4 separate regions of the Mus musculus genome follow, and regions 1, 2 and 3 are each linked to region 4. A link is a contact called in public HiChIP or PLAC-seq data. All regions are on one chromosome and are shown on one strand. The core of a region is the stretch at or near the end of the contact, and the rest is flanking DNA. Distances in the headings are between cores, read along the strand shown. Region 1 has its middle 42 kb from the start of Zdhhc19. Region 2 has its middle 16 kb from the start of Gm34766. Region 3 has its middle 41 kb from the start of Tfrc. Region 4 holds the start of Tnk2 (tyrosine kinase, non-receptor, 2).

Region 1 (3,600 bases), core at 43-2,542, 110 kb after region 4:
ACTCCTTCTCAAAGCTCTAAGAATTATTTAGATTTTTAAAAACAAAAATCAATATCCATTGAAACAGGGAACTCTTCAGTTCAGTGCAGGGTTTTGTTTTGTTTTAGGGGGTGGGGGAATTTAGAGACTGGGTTTCTCTGTGTAGGCTATTGTGTTTTATAAGAAAGAGAGAGAGAGAGAGAGAGAGAGAGAACCAGGATAGTTTGGTAGAGGTGGAAGGGGGCACCTCTGCAGGATGCCATGATAAGGCATCCCTCCTTCTCCTCTCCCCGCAGCCCCAGGTACCAGCCACGGATATAATATGGAAGAGTTTATTTAGGGCATGGGGAGGGGAGTTGAGGAGGGAGTAGAGACAGAAAAAGGCAGGGTGAGGGAGAAAGAGGGAGGGAGGGAGGGAGGGAGGGAGGGAGGGAGGGAGGGAGGGAGGGAGAGAGAGAGGAAGGGAAGGAGGAAGGGAGTTTGGGGAGAGAAAAGACAGAGAGGGTAAGAGAGCAAGAAAGAGAGAGAAAAGGAGGCAAGGAGCCCCTTTTATAGTGAGTTAAGCTTCCTGACTGTTGCTAGGTAACCGTGGGGCGGAGCCTAGAAGGAATGCTAACACTGGTGGTCCTGAAACTCACTCTGTAGACCAGACTCAAATTCCTAAGATTACCTACCTCTACCTCCTGAAGGCTGGAATTAAAGGCTGGCATTTCATTTTCATTCCAAGTGAAAAAGATTTTTGTGAGAACTCTCATATTAACTTCTCCAAGAGTAGGATAATAACTTAGCTTAGGTTTGACTTTTATCCTGACTCCATTTTGATTTTTAATTTGCTCTGTTGGTTTGATGTTCAGGCTTCGACCTTAAAAAAACCTTTCTGCCCCCTTATTTACACATAAATGTACTCAAAGCAGCATGTGAGTGCTTTTACCTAAATGGAATCATTTAATACATTTTTTTTATGCTCCATTCCCCAACATCAAATATTTGGTTTGTCTGTTTGTTCACAGATCACACCACTCAATGTGCCATGCACAGTTTATGCTTCCCTTGTTGATGGTCTGGACCCCAGCTCCTCCTCACATGACCCTCAGAGACAGGCTCTGCGGAGGAGTCCGTCCAGCTTCCAGGAAGCCTCCTGGGTTGGCTCACTTTGAAGCTGGGCCACCCACAGACCCTCACAGCTTGGATTCAAGATCAAGGACTCCCCCACCCTACAAAAGCCTGAGGGGCAGGAAGGACCCAGCAGAGCCCAGGACCTTGCTGAGGCCATGGTTCCACCCTGCTGGGTAAGCTCTACAAAGTTCTGCTGGCCAGGGGGCCCACCAGTAAAGAAGATAAAAGGAGAGGTAAGGTAAACACAGTGAGTAGGCTAAAGGCTGCAGCAGAACAAAGGGGCTACAGATACAAATATAAGAAGAGATTAAGCCCTTGCTTGATCTAAAATTAGGACTCTTGAGGAACAAGGTCTCAAGCTGGAGGCAGATGGTCCTCTAGGAGAGCAGCCCCTCTTCTAAGATTCCTTCTTCGTGCTTGATGGCTAGGGCTCTTGAGCTACAGTCCCTGTTAGGAACTCCTTCAGTTGGAATTTGGTTATCCAGTCAACTCTTAAGAGGAAAAAACACTTCACGAGTTAGGGAGAAAGGCCTTAGTACTATACCAGCATGCTTGGGCTTTTCTGTGCTGGAAACATCTCTCCCACGCCCTGATACTCAGTTACTAATGATTTTCTACCTGGCTTGTAAACTAATTCACTTAGCATTTAGGAAATAGCATCACACTTAGAAACTCTTCGTGGCCTTCCTCATTACCTAAGAATTTGAACTATACACTAGGGCCACTGAGAAAATCTGAGCTGATTAAAACTTCATTAGTATTTATTGATAAACAGTTTGTTTGTTTGTTTATCTTTTTATTTTATTTTATTTTATTTTATTTTGAATATATGAATATTTTGCCTGGATGTATGTATATGCACCATGTGTATACCTTGTACCACAGACGTCAGAAGAGGGCATCAGATCTCTGGGATCAGATGATTGTGCTGAAGGAAGATAAAATATTGTAACTTGTGAGTTTAGGAGCCCACAGCCCGGCCTGGGACCAAGAACAAAGCAGAACAGCCCCCAGGCATGCCAGGGCAGGGCTGTTGTTAAGGCATTCCTAAGAACATCTTGACTGTAAAGATACAAGGACCAGCAGGGCTATATTATCTAAGAATCTCCCCTCTGTCTATTGCCCCTTGGTGCCGGGTAAAGTCATACATCAACTGGTTGCTATGTGAACAAAGATAAGCCCCCCAGTCCACAGGAAGAAAGTCCTGATGCCCTATGTTCTTTCTGTTAATGTTTGAATAAGCCAATAGTGTGTCGCTGTGCTGAATTCCACATCCCTAAGCCCCTTACCCCATAAAAACCCCTAGCTTTCAAGCCTCGTGGCCAACATCCGTTATCTCCTGTGTGGGATACATGTCGGTCTGGAGCTCCGTAATTAAACGTCCTCATGTAATTACATCAAGATGGTAGTCTGTTCGTGATTCTTGGGTGCACACCGAATCGGGAGTTGAGTGGGGGTTTCCCCACTAGGTTCTATCAGAGCCACCATGTTGGTGCTGGGAATTGAACTCAGGTCCTCTGCAAGAACAAGAGTGTTGGCAACTGGTTCTAATGCTTTAATTGGGAATCTGTGAGTCTAATGCTGAAGGTCCTTGTCTTCAACTAATTGAGGGTTTTTTTTTTTCCAAGAAAATACTCAATTATCTTTTGCCTACTAGACAATCTGATGGGGACATTTTCTCAGCTGAAGTTTCCTTTTTCAGTTTGACTCCTGTTAGACTGTATTTGACAAAAAAACAAAGAAAGAACGAAAGAAAGAAAGAAAGAAAGAAAGAAAGAAAGCTTAGCAGTTTCTTAAACCACTGTCTCAACATTCTTTTAAAAAGTTTATAGCATATATATGTATATGTATACACACACACACACACACACATGTATATAGTGGGGTTGCAAGCATGTTTTAGTATGTTTGTTGAGATGTGCCAGAGGTGCCCCAAATAAAGCATCTCTTGTGCTACCGAAGGAACATTAGAGGAAAGCCCCATCCTGGGAAGCCACACAGGAAAGTCTCTGGCTAACTGCAGATGAACCAGTTTGCAGGATTCTCAGAAGTTCACTGATCATGTCCACAGGGAAGCTAGGTCCCCTAGCTGAACCACTTGCCGTGGTCACAGGGCAGGTTTCAGCTTGAAGTGTGCGCGTGCTTGTGCTGTTAGAGACCAACCCAGGGTTCCCTGTATGGTCAGCAAATACTCACTTGTGCATTACTCCTTAGTGCCTCAGATCCTTTCCAAACTGCCTTTCAAAGACTCACTCTGGTATCTTTGCAGGTGGGGCCCCCTTCTCTCTCTCTCTCTCTCTCTCTCTCTCTCTCTCTCTCTCTCTCTCTCGGATCCACAGGTGCTGAGCTGGCAGACCACAGCTTGATCCTCCTCAGAGGACTGGGCCTCCTAAGTGGCAGAGATTTTTGACACCCCAGCAAAAAGCCTTAATTACTACTCCATTGCCTTGAGAGTCCAGCAAGGCTCCCTAAGACAGCAAGCGGGGAAGCCAGGAAAGCTTTTAG
Region 2 (3,338 bases), core at 515-3,014, 69 kb before region 4:
CTCTCTCTCTCTCACACACACACACACACACACACACGTTTTTTATCTAAAATTAAAGTCTGAAGGTCTGAGATGGTACAGTCAAAAAGTATTTACTGAACAAACATGAGGACCTTCCTTTGTCCCAAGCACACACGCAAAAATGTAGGCATGGAGGTACACCCTTATAATCCCAGCCCAGCACTGGAGAGGTGGGGACAGGAAGAAATTTGCGGTTCAACAGCAGGCCAGCACACTATAATCAGCCCAGATCCCAGTAAGAGACCTTGTCTCCCCAAAAGGTGTACAAGCTCCTGAGGAACGACGGAGTGGATCTCACACGGAATTGAGAAGCGCTGCTCTACAGCGCCCCCGCCAGGTTCTGTGCAATGCTGGCAGCCAGAGCCTCTTCAGCAAAGGGGACCAAGAGAAGTCCGTTCCTTCTCGGTTTTGATGATGCAAACTGTTAAAAGACCTTTTTTTCTTATACGGTCCTTATCATATATCCAGCTAGTCCCCGCCTTCCTCCCGGACGCAGCACTTCAGTTCACCCCTCCCCCAATCCACTGACCCTCTACTCCCCTCTGCAACTCCATGACTAACTTCTGACACCCAGTTCTGAGCCCCCATCCCCCCACACCCCCACACCCCGCTTTCTACTACTGCCTCTTCTCCAGATACCGTTCTAGCTACCCAATCTGTTAAAACATGAATTCCCACCCCGGGGCCACCATACCCATCCATTCTTCCCCCACCAATGAACCGCCAGCTCTGCACATCTACCCAAGGAAAGGCCCAGGCCCTCTAGCCTGGGGAGATTCTAACCGAAAGGGTGAGGGTGCCTTTCATAACTAGCTACGCTGTCTATAAGGGCTGGCGAGCACCAGCTTCCTCCATCCCCGAGAGCCTGAGACTGAGGAGCCAGCAGCCTCTGCGCCTCAGGGCACTGCCTGCCTCCAGCTCCTCATGGTCCTCCAGAGGGTACCTTGAGGCCACACAAGTCTCTGTCTCCATAGTGGTCCGCACCTGAAGGCAGCCAAAGTCTCCTGAAGGGCAATAGCTTAAGCCACCTCCTGCTTGGTGACAGAATAAAACATAACTATCCAGCTGAGGGAACGGTCACAAACTCCAGGCCAACCTCCTTCTTATCCTCATTATCTTACTTTTTCATAGTTTTAATTTTTTTTCTTTCTTCTAAAAGTTTATATTCTGTGTGTGCGTGCACATGCCTGTATGCGCACACACATACACACACATGCACACTGTGTGGGTGCACCCTCACCGTCCTCCTTATTTATGACAGTCTCTCTGTTGTTTTTCTGACATATACACCAGGCTAGCTGGCCCTCAAGCTCCTGGTAATCCCCCTGTCTCTAACCCCTGTTTTACTATAAGAGCACTGGGATTTATGTCTGTTCTTAGATTCAGGGGATCCAAACTCAGGTTCTCGGGCTTGTGCAGCAAATCCTTTGCCATCCAACCCCAGCATTGGCCATCATTGAAAGTGGACACACACACACACACACACGCACACGCACACACGTACACGCACACCCCACAAGAACTATGTATTCTCTACTATAATTAGCATTTCAGTACATTACCTTTCTCGAACTCTAAAAGCTCAGTAATGAAAATAGTACACCCCAGATCCAAAATAGGCACAGATCAGTGGAACAGAGTAAGGAGCTGAGAAATAAACTGATTTTCCACAGAGATGCTGAGAACAGGGTGCAAAGGAGAGTCTCTTCCACAAATGTGCTGAGAGCTCTGGATTGTCTTAGGCAGGAGAATGAAGGCGCCCTCTCTTCTCACACCATGTACCTCATCTCAGGGTGGATTAAAGGCTGAAATCCTAGACCTGAAGCCACAAAACTACTAGACGAAAACATGACGAGATTTCTGACATCGATCTGGGCCATGTTTTTGTTTTGTTTTGTTTTTTGTTTTTTGGTTTTTTTTTTGGGGGGGGTGGCCATGATCCCAAGAACAAAGTGAATGAAAGCGAAAGAGAACAAGAGAGATTGTACAGTCACCTAAAAACCCCTGCACAGCAAAGCAAATAGCACAGGCAAGGCATCCCTGTGCACGGAGGGAAAAGAGCTGTGGGCTCCATACCCAATAAGGCTTCTTTGCAAACACCTCTACAGACGCCAAATGACTTAATCATGAAAACAAATACCCTGATTTAAAAATAGACAGAGGATCTGGGCAGGCGTTCTCAGAGGTATGATTAGGAATAGCCAAAGGGCATTTAGAAATTGGCTCAACACCAATAATAGCCGGAGAATAAACATTAAAGCCACAGAGAATGAAGGTCTCATACACATCAGAACAGCTATTATCAACGAAAAGAAAGGTAAGCGGTGGTGAGAATGGAGAGAAAATGGAACCCTCGAGCGTGCTCAGGAGGGATGAGAATTAGCCATCCTGAAGAACGATGCAGAGATTCCTCAAGAAACTAAAATCGCAACAACCACCGGATTCAGCAATCTCATTTCAGGTGGGTGTTTATCCAAAGGATGTCAGACTGGTATGTTGAAGAGACATCTACACTCAGCGTACGCCACAGCCAAGAGATGGCAGCGACCTTGTGTCCCTTAACAGTGGACAGTTGGATAAACATACAGGGCGTGGGTACAGAAGATGAGGTGCATATGAAAAGAACATACTAATCAGCTGGACAAACATGACGTCCTGTCATCTGCTGCACCGTGGATGAACCTGGAGAATGCCGTGTTAAGTGATAAAAAGTTGCCCACAGAAAAACAAACTCACTCTTATGCAGGCTCTAAAATCATCAAATGTGTACAAGCCCACAGTCAAATGGTAGGCGCTAAAGGCTCAACTTGACCAGGTTAAGGAGGCGTTGACCAAAGGACACGAAATTTCAGTGAAATTGGAGAACTAAGTTCAAGAGAGTTGTGTGTGTGTGTATATATATATATATATATATATATATATATATATATCACAATGACCACAACATGCTTAAAGCAGCTTAGTAGCAGCATGCTATAAGTTTGAAAATTGTTAAGACAATACATTTAAATATTCTCTCTACAAAGAATTATAAAACATGAAGTAATATGCATCACAATGTAGCCATTCCGTGGTACCCATGTCTACTAAAACATTGAGTTTTTTGTGTAAGTCTAAGTGATTTTGTCAGTGACAGAATATTGCTGGATATGGTGGGACCCAACTTTAATCTCACCATCTAGGAGGCAGAGGTCGGCAAATCTCTGTGAGCTCCAGGAGAGCCAGGGATACAGTGAGACACTGTCTCAAAAAAATAAAAATTAAACAAAGTTATATCATTCCTAGGTATGTCTTCAAAGAATTCTATAACCTGCATA
Region 3 (3,403 bases), core at 844-3,343, 77 kb after region 4:
TGTAGTGCACAGACATACATGCAACCAAAACACCCCATAATTGTAAAAATATAATACGAATGCTGTTTTTTTGAAAAAACAACAACAACAAAACTGAGATTTATTTTAATGAAGTGGGCTATTTCATCCAGCATGTCCAAAATTTACCATGCGGATAGATAATTAGCATAACATTAACATGGTATTTTACATTCCTTTTTTTCCCTATGAAGTCTTATAACATGCTATGTATTTTATATTCAGAGAACAACTCAAATACTTGCTGGCACATCTTGATGGTTCACAGGGCCACTTGTGGAGAGCCGTGAGCAATCGCCATTACAAGATGGCGCTGGCTTCCACAGTGCCTACCTAGTAAACAAGCAATGTGCGCAGGTGCTGGAGTAATTTCGTGCCAAGTCACTGCCCATCCCGGGGTGTAGGAGTGGGGTGATGAGTGAGCAGCTAATCAGGAGCTGACACGTCACACAGAGGGGTATTTAAGCAGCTCCATTTTCCGGGTTAAAGCTTTGCCATAGAAGGATCTGGTTGTCCGAGTGTGCTTTGCTGGCGAAACGTTACAAGGACAGCCACTGGTTTAGCAGAAGCTTAGAGCACCAAGTCCAAATTCCCCTGCTTGACCTTCCAGATCTTTCTTTCCATCTGACCCAGGCATGCTTATCCTTACTCCTGAGAAGAGAGGAGAGGCCATAGAGAGCTTCCCTAACGTTCCATCTGATCCCATGAGAGATGGCAAGGAACTTGCTTAAGTCATAAGACTAATAATGGCAGCAGGGAGACTTCCCTGACTTCTAGAGCAAACTCGTGTGTGGGGAGGGGCAAAGCTGGTAAATCCTGCCCCTTAGGAAAACATTGCCAGTGCAGAGAATTATCAGGAACAAATGGACAGCTCCTCCCCTGGCTCACTGAGGGTTTAGCACATCTCAGCACCTCAGAACTGGGTGCTGACGGTTAGTCACCCCACAGCCAGCCTCATGACCGGCTCTGGTGGGGGCAGCTGGCCTTCTGGGGAAAACTGGTGCTGGCTGTAAGCCACAGGGACTTGGAGAGGATCACGTGGATGGAGGGCAAAGCCGGAGGCTCCACAGATTGACCCCCTAGCTCCCTGCTGTCGGTCACCCTGGGATAAGGCCAGGGTCTCCCAGGTGGAATGTCACCATCCTATGGAAAGCAGGGGATGGGGAAGACAGGCCACAGGAGGACAGAGGGCTTCTGGCTGCAAAGGTGCTAAAGCCCTCTCCTTGTGGAAATGAAGAGCAAAGGTTGTTCTTTCAATGGCCTGTTCTAGAGTTTCCTAAACGTCCACACTGGACAGAATCCCCCCAACGAGCTTGCTAGAATAATGATTCTGCTTCAGCAGGTTTTGGTGGGGCCTCAATTCAGCTTCCTAACCATCTCCCATGTGACAGCTCCTGCTGGCCTAAGGACTATATTTTTGAGCAAAAGTGTATGTAGCTTCCAATAGGAGAACGGCCTAAAAGCAGAGGCCCGGTCAGACAGGATAGGGCTCCTGTCCACCAAGATGGCTGGGGCTGGCAGTGATAGCTCCCACTATTCTGTGCCTGGGACATTCATTCATTTAATTCTATGACTATCGTGTGTGTGTGTGTGTGTGTGTGTGTGTGTGTGTGTGTGTGTGTGTGTGTTGGAACCCAGGGCATCCCACAAAGCTGAGGCTGGAGTGTGCAGTCTTGGCTCAGTGGTAACAAGTCTGTAAAATTCTTATTGCAAAAATTCTTTCTCATTATGTTGATCTCTCTTGCCTCTGTGGCCCACAAAATATCCCTTACTTCCAACAGCTTCAAAGCTGTATTTATTTATTCTAAATAAGAGTTTAGTTTCTTGGGAATTTTGGAAGAGTGTTACAAGGTATTAAGAATTTAAGGAATTTTATCTCTAACTTCCTCACTCTGGGGACAGGTCCTACTGAGGAGCTTCGAATGCTGTTGGCTCTTTCATTTCCCCCTCTAGAGGCTGTGTTAGCCAGGTAGGCCCAGGGATTTTTGCTTTCTTCAGTCTGTTGTAGCATCTGAGGTCCTGAGAGGAGCTGTGCATTGAGTCCCTGAATCAACATATCCGGTCTCCCTTTCACTCTGTGACCTGACTTCAGACCTCCTGGGGCCTCAGCTTCCTTCTGTAATGGAAGGGTGTGCTCTCGGCCTTTTCTGTATAGCTCGTGGCTTCCTCTGTTTGGCTGTCCTGCTAAACAAGGAGTCCCCAGAGAAGGCTCAAATCAAGCTAGGGTATGCTTGTTGAGCAAGTCTTGCTACTGATTCAGCTCTCCTCTTGTCGAGTCTGGGTCTCTCTCTCTCTCTGGTTGTATGTTTATATATCTGTATATGAGCACATGTTCATATGTATGTGAATGCACATGTGCACATGTGTGTGGAGGTCAGAGAACAACCTGAGATATTGTGATCCTCAGATTGTCACGGGGCAAAGACCACTCAACAAAACCAGAGTCCCAATTTGAGAGTCTTTACAAAGCAAAAATCAGTTAGCTGGGGCGTTTCGACCTCAAGTCCCTGGGACAAAGTTGGATAAATTTCTAAGTGACATTCCCATGGGAGGAGGTGTGAGTGGGATGGTGGTTGGGGGAGGGTCACCTCTGAGTCAGCCTTGGATGGCTGCAGCTGGGACAAGACGGAGGAACCTGGGTGACCTGGTCACATTCTCCACTGGGTCTTAGGAAAATGAGTCAAATCTCAGACTCATCCTGCTTTAAAGAGTGAGGCTGGTCCTAAGAGCCATCGACTTGACTGAACTCACCCTTGGTTTTACATAACTGGGCATACGGTAAAGATGCAAGGTCCAACCTTAATCCAATGAGAATGAGTACGAGAGGCCCAGCCAGTGCTGATAGCTGAGTAGTTACCCTGAGGGACCAAGAGAACCAAGGCTGGGACTAATGATCTGATTTATGTCTGTCTTTTTTATTTTTGATTGATTGATTTACTTTATGTATGTGAGTACATTGTCGTTGTCTTCAGACACACCAGAAGAGGACATCAGATCCCATTACGGATGGTTGTGAGCCACCATGTGGCTGCTGGGAATTGAACTCAGGACCTCTGGAAGAGCAGTGAGTGCTCATAACCACTGAGCCATCTCTCCAGCCCCATCTGTCTTTTTTTTTTTTAAACTGAGATTTTCCCTAACCATGGCAAAGTCTTCATTAATTACTCCTGATCAGTTGGCATAGAAAGAGCAGGTTTTGCCTGAAGCCACCCATGGCACCCTATTTCCTAAGGAGTAAATCAAGAGGGAAGACGGGGATGGGGGTCCTTTAGTTTTCTAACATTGGGAAGTGGGAGTTGGGTTTTTGTTTGTTTGTTGTTTTGGGGATTTTTTTTTGTTTTGTTTTGGCTTTCAAGACAGGGTTTCTCTGTGTAGCCTTGGCTGT
Region 4 (3,386 bases), core at 853-3,352:
TCCATCCATTCTAGCCCTAAGAATTTACCTGGGAGAAATAAAAGCCAATATCCACAAAAAAACAAACACAATCACTCAAAGAAGCTGTGCTTGTAATACCAAATCCGAGTGACACACACATAAGAGACCGCTGACAATGACTGGGAATGAACCAATGTGATACATGCAACACGATACTACACGGGGGAGATGTGAAACAGGGATGCTGCTCCAGAGAAGCCAGACTCTAAAAGGTCACTAACTGACTTCCATTTACACAAACTCCTAGGCACAGCAAGCTCAGGGAGTCCCAAAGAGCAGACCAGTTGCTCTCCTGTTCATCCTAAAGTGCAGGCAAGGCAACCTAAAGGAAGTGTGAAGGTGTATGCTTTATGTATGCGCTGAGAGCAGAATTCTCTCCACTGAAACCAGTGAGCCAGAACCACTCTGGTCATTCCAGGAGAGCTTGGCACCGTGGACACAGCAGTTAAACTTCCGGTGTCTGAATGTTTGAGAGACAATGTGACTGGCACGGGATAAAGCTGAAAGACGGGTTGGGTTTGCCAGAGTCGGCAAACCGGCTCCTCCAGCAGTTCAAGCCACCACTACCCCTTCTTCTGCCCCCACAGGAGAACCCTATCTCCACCCAGGTCTGTTCAGAACCCGGGTATGGGAGTCCATCTGACTCATAGGCACACGGTAGGCTAGGGCAGAGATATTCCTGGTGAAGGCTCTGAGACAGTAACTCTGGATCCATCCCACAGGTGGGCTGGAAGTGCAAGAACTTTTGACACGGCTAGGGAAATAAAGACAGAGGCTGTAAGCTGTCAACCAAGACCACCTGAACCAGGAAAGAGGTGGGTTCATATGCCAACAAGAAATCAAATCTACCCATTGGCCTGCAGGCTCCACCTCTAGGCGGCGCCAAGAAGGAGCCACGGTCGCGGGGAGGTGAGGAGGTCTTAATAGGATACCACAGGCTTCTCTATTTGCCAGCTTCTAGAGTGAGGTCAAGGCATGGGTAGCAGCCGCTGGTACAACCTCCCTTCCCATTCCATTCAGAAATGAAGACCTCACCAGTTGCTCTCTGCAGTTCTACCCATCCTTGGCTTTGGGCCCACAGCATAATCAACCGTGACAAAACCGTGTGGCAAGGCGCAGGCCAGGCTCGTGCCCAAGTCACTACTGGCTGCCACACTCACGTGATCAACAGGACTACAAGATAAGGCACAGCGGCTAATGCAACACTATCCATTTTCCCTTTCGGGAGGACTTGAGGCCGGTGATGCAGGTTGCACAACAGCTTGCACAGAGACACACCTACCTCCACCAGCAGATAGGTGAAGGGGATGACTTAGTCCCTGGGGCTATCCTGCCTTCTCTTCCCTCTGCCTATACCAGGCAGCCACTCAAATGGTTCCACATCCAGTCTAGACTTGAAAGCGGTGACTACTCCACTACAGCAGCTGCTACTTACAATTATATGTGGTGGGTGCTTGCGTGTGTGTGTGCGCGTGCGTGCGTACGTGTGTGTATGTGTGTGTTCGTGAGGGGTGATGCCCAGGTTGGTCAACTAGAGAGGACAAGGGATGTTTGGAACCCATTCTCCGATGCTTCTAATCATATCAACTCCGATAACAATATTGGCCATCCGTACCTGAGTTTCCAGCTGTCCCCAGGCAGACACTGCTTCGAGGATGCTCAGACTTGAGGTAGCAGAAAGGATCTTGCAGGCCAGTGCCTACCCTCCAGCAATATCTTCCAAAGGTCAGGTTCACAGCGCTCTTCTGCTCCCCAATCCCCTACATCTTCCTGCATTACTCTTGGCACTAGAGCAACCCTGATGCCAGCAAGGAAGGCAGCTTGCCGATTACCACCTCCTTCGCCGTCTGCGCCTGCGGGTCCTGTGTCCCTCTTGGAATCCCTCTCCCCCTGAGGACCCTTTACCGTTCAGATACGTCTCCTGAACAGCCCACACTACCTGGCCCTCTTGCACCCCGGGCAGCCAATTTGCTTCCTGCACCCCCAGGCGCCCCTCTCCTTCAGGCCCTCGGGGCCCTACAGGCCTGGCTCTCCCCAGCAGCTCGAGTCTGTCCCCACTCGCTAGGGATGCTCCAAGGACCACCGCCTCCCCGCCCAGATGCCTGCAGCTCTCCCAGCTGCGCTCGTCCGAACTTTCGAGCTCCTCCGTGCGCGGGCAGGGGCCGTGAGCCAACTCGGGCAGCTCCTCTGGCTGCCGCAGAAGCCTGCGTGGGCTGCCCTCCCCGCGCTCCTGCACCCCGGCACGGGCCTCGCCGCGCTCCTGCACTGCGGGGCCGCCTCCCCCCTTCTCCTGCTGCTGCCTGCGGGGCCCCAGGCCCTCCTCCTGCGCCACCGGCCCGCCGGCCGAACCCGTCCAGCGCGCCCGGCGCCTCCAGTCCGCGGCGTCGGGCGGCCCCCACACCACCCCCAGACTAGGCTCGTGACCGCGGCCGCCCCGCTCCTGCACCCCCAGCCCCACGCCGCCCTCCTCCTGCACGGCCGGACCCACCCCGCCCTGCTCCTCCACGCCGAGCTTCAGCCCGCGAAGAAGCTGCGGGCCCCAGCTGAGCCGCCCGACGCGCGCCGGCTGCTGCTCCGGCAGCGCGGGGCTCAGCCCGCCGCGCTCCTCCTGCGCCCCCCGCCGCCGACCCCCCGCGCCCGCCGCGCCGCGCACGCGCCTGCCCCCCAGAGGCCGCGCGCTCCCGCCCCTCCAGATGGTGCTGCCCTGCGCGCCCCCGCCCCGCGGCTTCCGCCTCGGCCCCAAGCGGGCCCGGCGTCCCGCCCTCGCCGCCCACACTCGACCTCGGCCACCCCGGCGCCGCGCCGCAGGTGCTGCGGCCCCGCGAGCCGGCGGCCCTCCAGCCGGGTTCTCAGAGCCCGCGCGCGCCTGCGCCGCCCTAGGGGGTGGGGCCCGCTGGGGTCGCTCCGCCTTCTTAAAGGGCCCTGGTCCATACACACACACACACACACACACACACACACTCAAAAAAAAAAAAAATGAAGTTCAAAATTAGGAGGTTTCATCGATTAATAAATTCAAGTGAGAACAAGTCCTGGAATAAGAGTCTGAATTTAGCCAGTACTTGGGAGGTAGAGCAGACAGATTTCTGAGTTCGAGGCCAGCCTGGTCTTCAAAGTGAGTTCCAGGACAGCCAGGGATACCCAGAGAAACCCTGTCTCACAGCCAGGGATACACAGAGAAACCCTGTCTCGGAAAAAAAAAAAAAAAAAAAAAAAAAAAAGTTACAGGAGCTCACCCCAGGCAGTCAAGGTCAAATGTAACATAGCTTAGCTAGAGAAAGGAAAGGAAGGAAGGAAGGAAGGAAGGAAGGAAGGAAGAAAGAAAGAAAGAAAGAAAGAAAGAAAGAAAGAAAGAAAGAAAGGAA

Evidence for each region. HiChIP or PLAC-seq counts read pairs in DNA pulled down with a chosen protein or histone mark.
Region 1: a contact with region 4 is called in an H3K27ac HiChIP or PLAC-seq map of embryonic stem cells, with 7 read pairs. The contact joins the enhancer-like site here to the promoter of Tnk2 in region 4. A contact is called at or near these places in 2 of 484 Hi-C or Micro-C datasets (bone marrow-derived macrophages and trophoblast stem cells), 3 of 115 datasets of contacts at active chromatin or transcription factors (embryonic stem cells and stem cell-derived neural progenitor cells) and 3 of 9 other capture datasets (adipose tissue, liver and pancreatic islet).
Region 2: a contact with region 4 is called in an HNF4G HiChIP or PLAC-seq map of pancreatic cancer cells. The contact joins the enhancer-like site here to the promoter of Tnk2 in region 4. A contact is called at or near these places in 3 of 39 promoter capture datasets (embryonic stem cells, maxillary cranial neural crest and second pharyngeal arch cranial neural crest), 2 of 15 datasets of contacts at CTCF or cohesin (CD8 T cells and the NIH/3T3 cell line), 3 of 115 datasets of contacts at active chromatin or transcription factors (embryonic stem cells and pancreatic cancer cells) and 2 of 9 other capture datasets (adipose tissue and liver).
Region 3: a contact with region 4 is called in an H3K27ac HiChIP or PLAC-seq map of embryonic stem cells, with 9 read pairs. The contact joins the enhancer-like site here to the promoter of Tnk2 in region 4. A contact is called at or near these places in 4 of 115 datasets of contacts at active chromatin or transcription factors (CD8 T cells and embryonic stem cells) and 1 of 9 other capture datasets (adipose tissue).

The regions. Positions count from the first base shown.
Region 1 is chr16:32,536,018-32,539,617 of GRCm38.p6, reverse strand. No RefSeq gene overlaps it. Among named protein-coding and RNA genes, the nearest start is that of Zdhhc19, 42 kb to the right of the region's middle. Within about 2 kb of position 1,292, at least 38 of the 459 cell types and tissues checked have an H3K27ac peak or open chromatin away from gene starts, as enhancers often do. A contact at or near this core is called in embryonic stem cells and pancreatic islet, where this site is marked.
Region 2 is chr16:32,712,562-32,715,899 of GRCm38.p6, reverse strand. No RefSeq gene overlaps it. Among named protein-coding and RNA genes, the nearest start is that of Gm34766, 16 kb to the right of the region's middle. Within about 2 kb of position 1,764, at least 9 of the 459 cell types and tissues checked have an H3K27ac peak or open chromatin away from gene starts, as enhancers often do. A contact at or near this core is called in pancreatic cancer cells, where this site is marked.
Region 3 is chr16:32,566,156-32,569,558 of GRCm38.p6, reverse strand. No RefSeq gene overlaps it. Among named protein-coding and RNA genes, the nearest start is that of Tfrc, 41 kb to the left of the region's middle. Within about 2 kb of position 2,093, at least 19 of the 459 cell types and tissues checked have an H3K27ac peak or open chromatin away from gene starts, as enhancers often do. A contact at or near this core is called in embryonic stem cells, where this site is marked.
Region 4 is chr16:32,643,359-32,646,744 of GRCm38.p6, reverse strand. It overlaps Tnk2 (tyrosine kinase, non-receptor, 2), which reads right to left and starts at 2,102. Exons shown (of 16, transcript NM_016788.3): 1 at 1,637-2,102.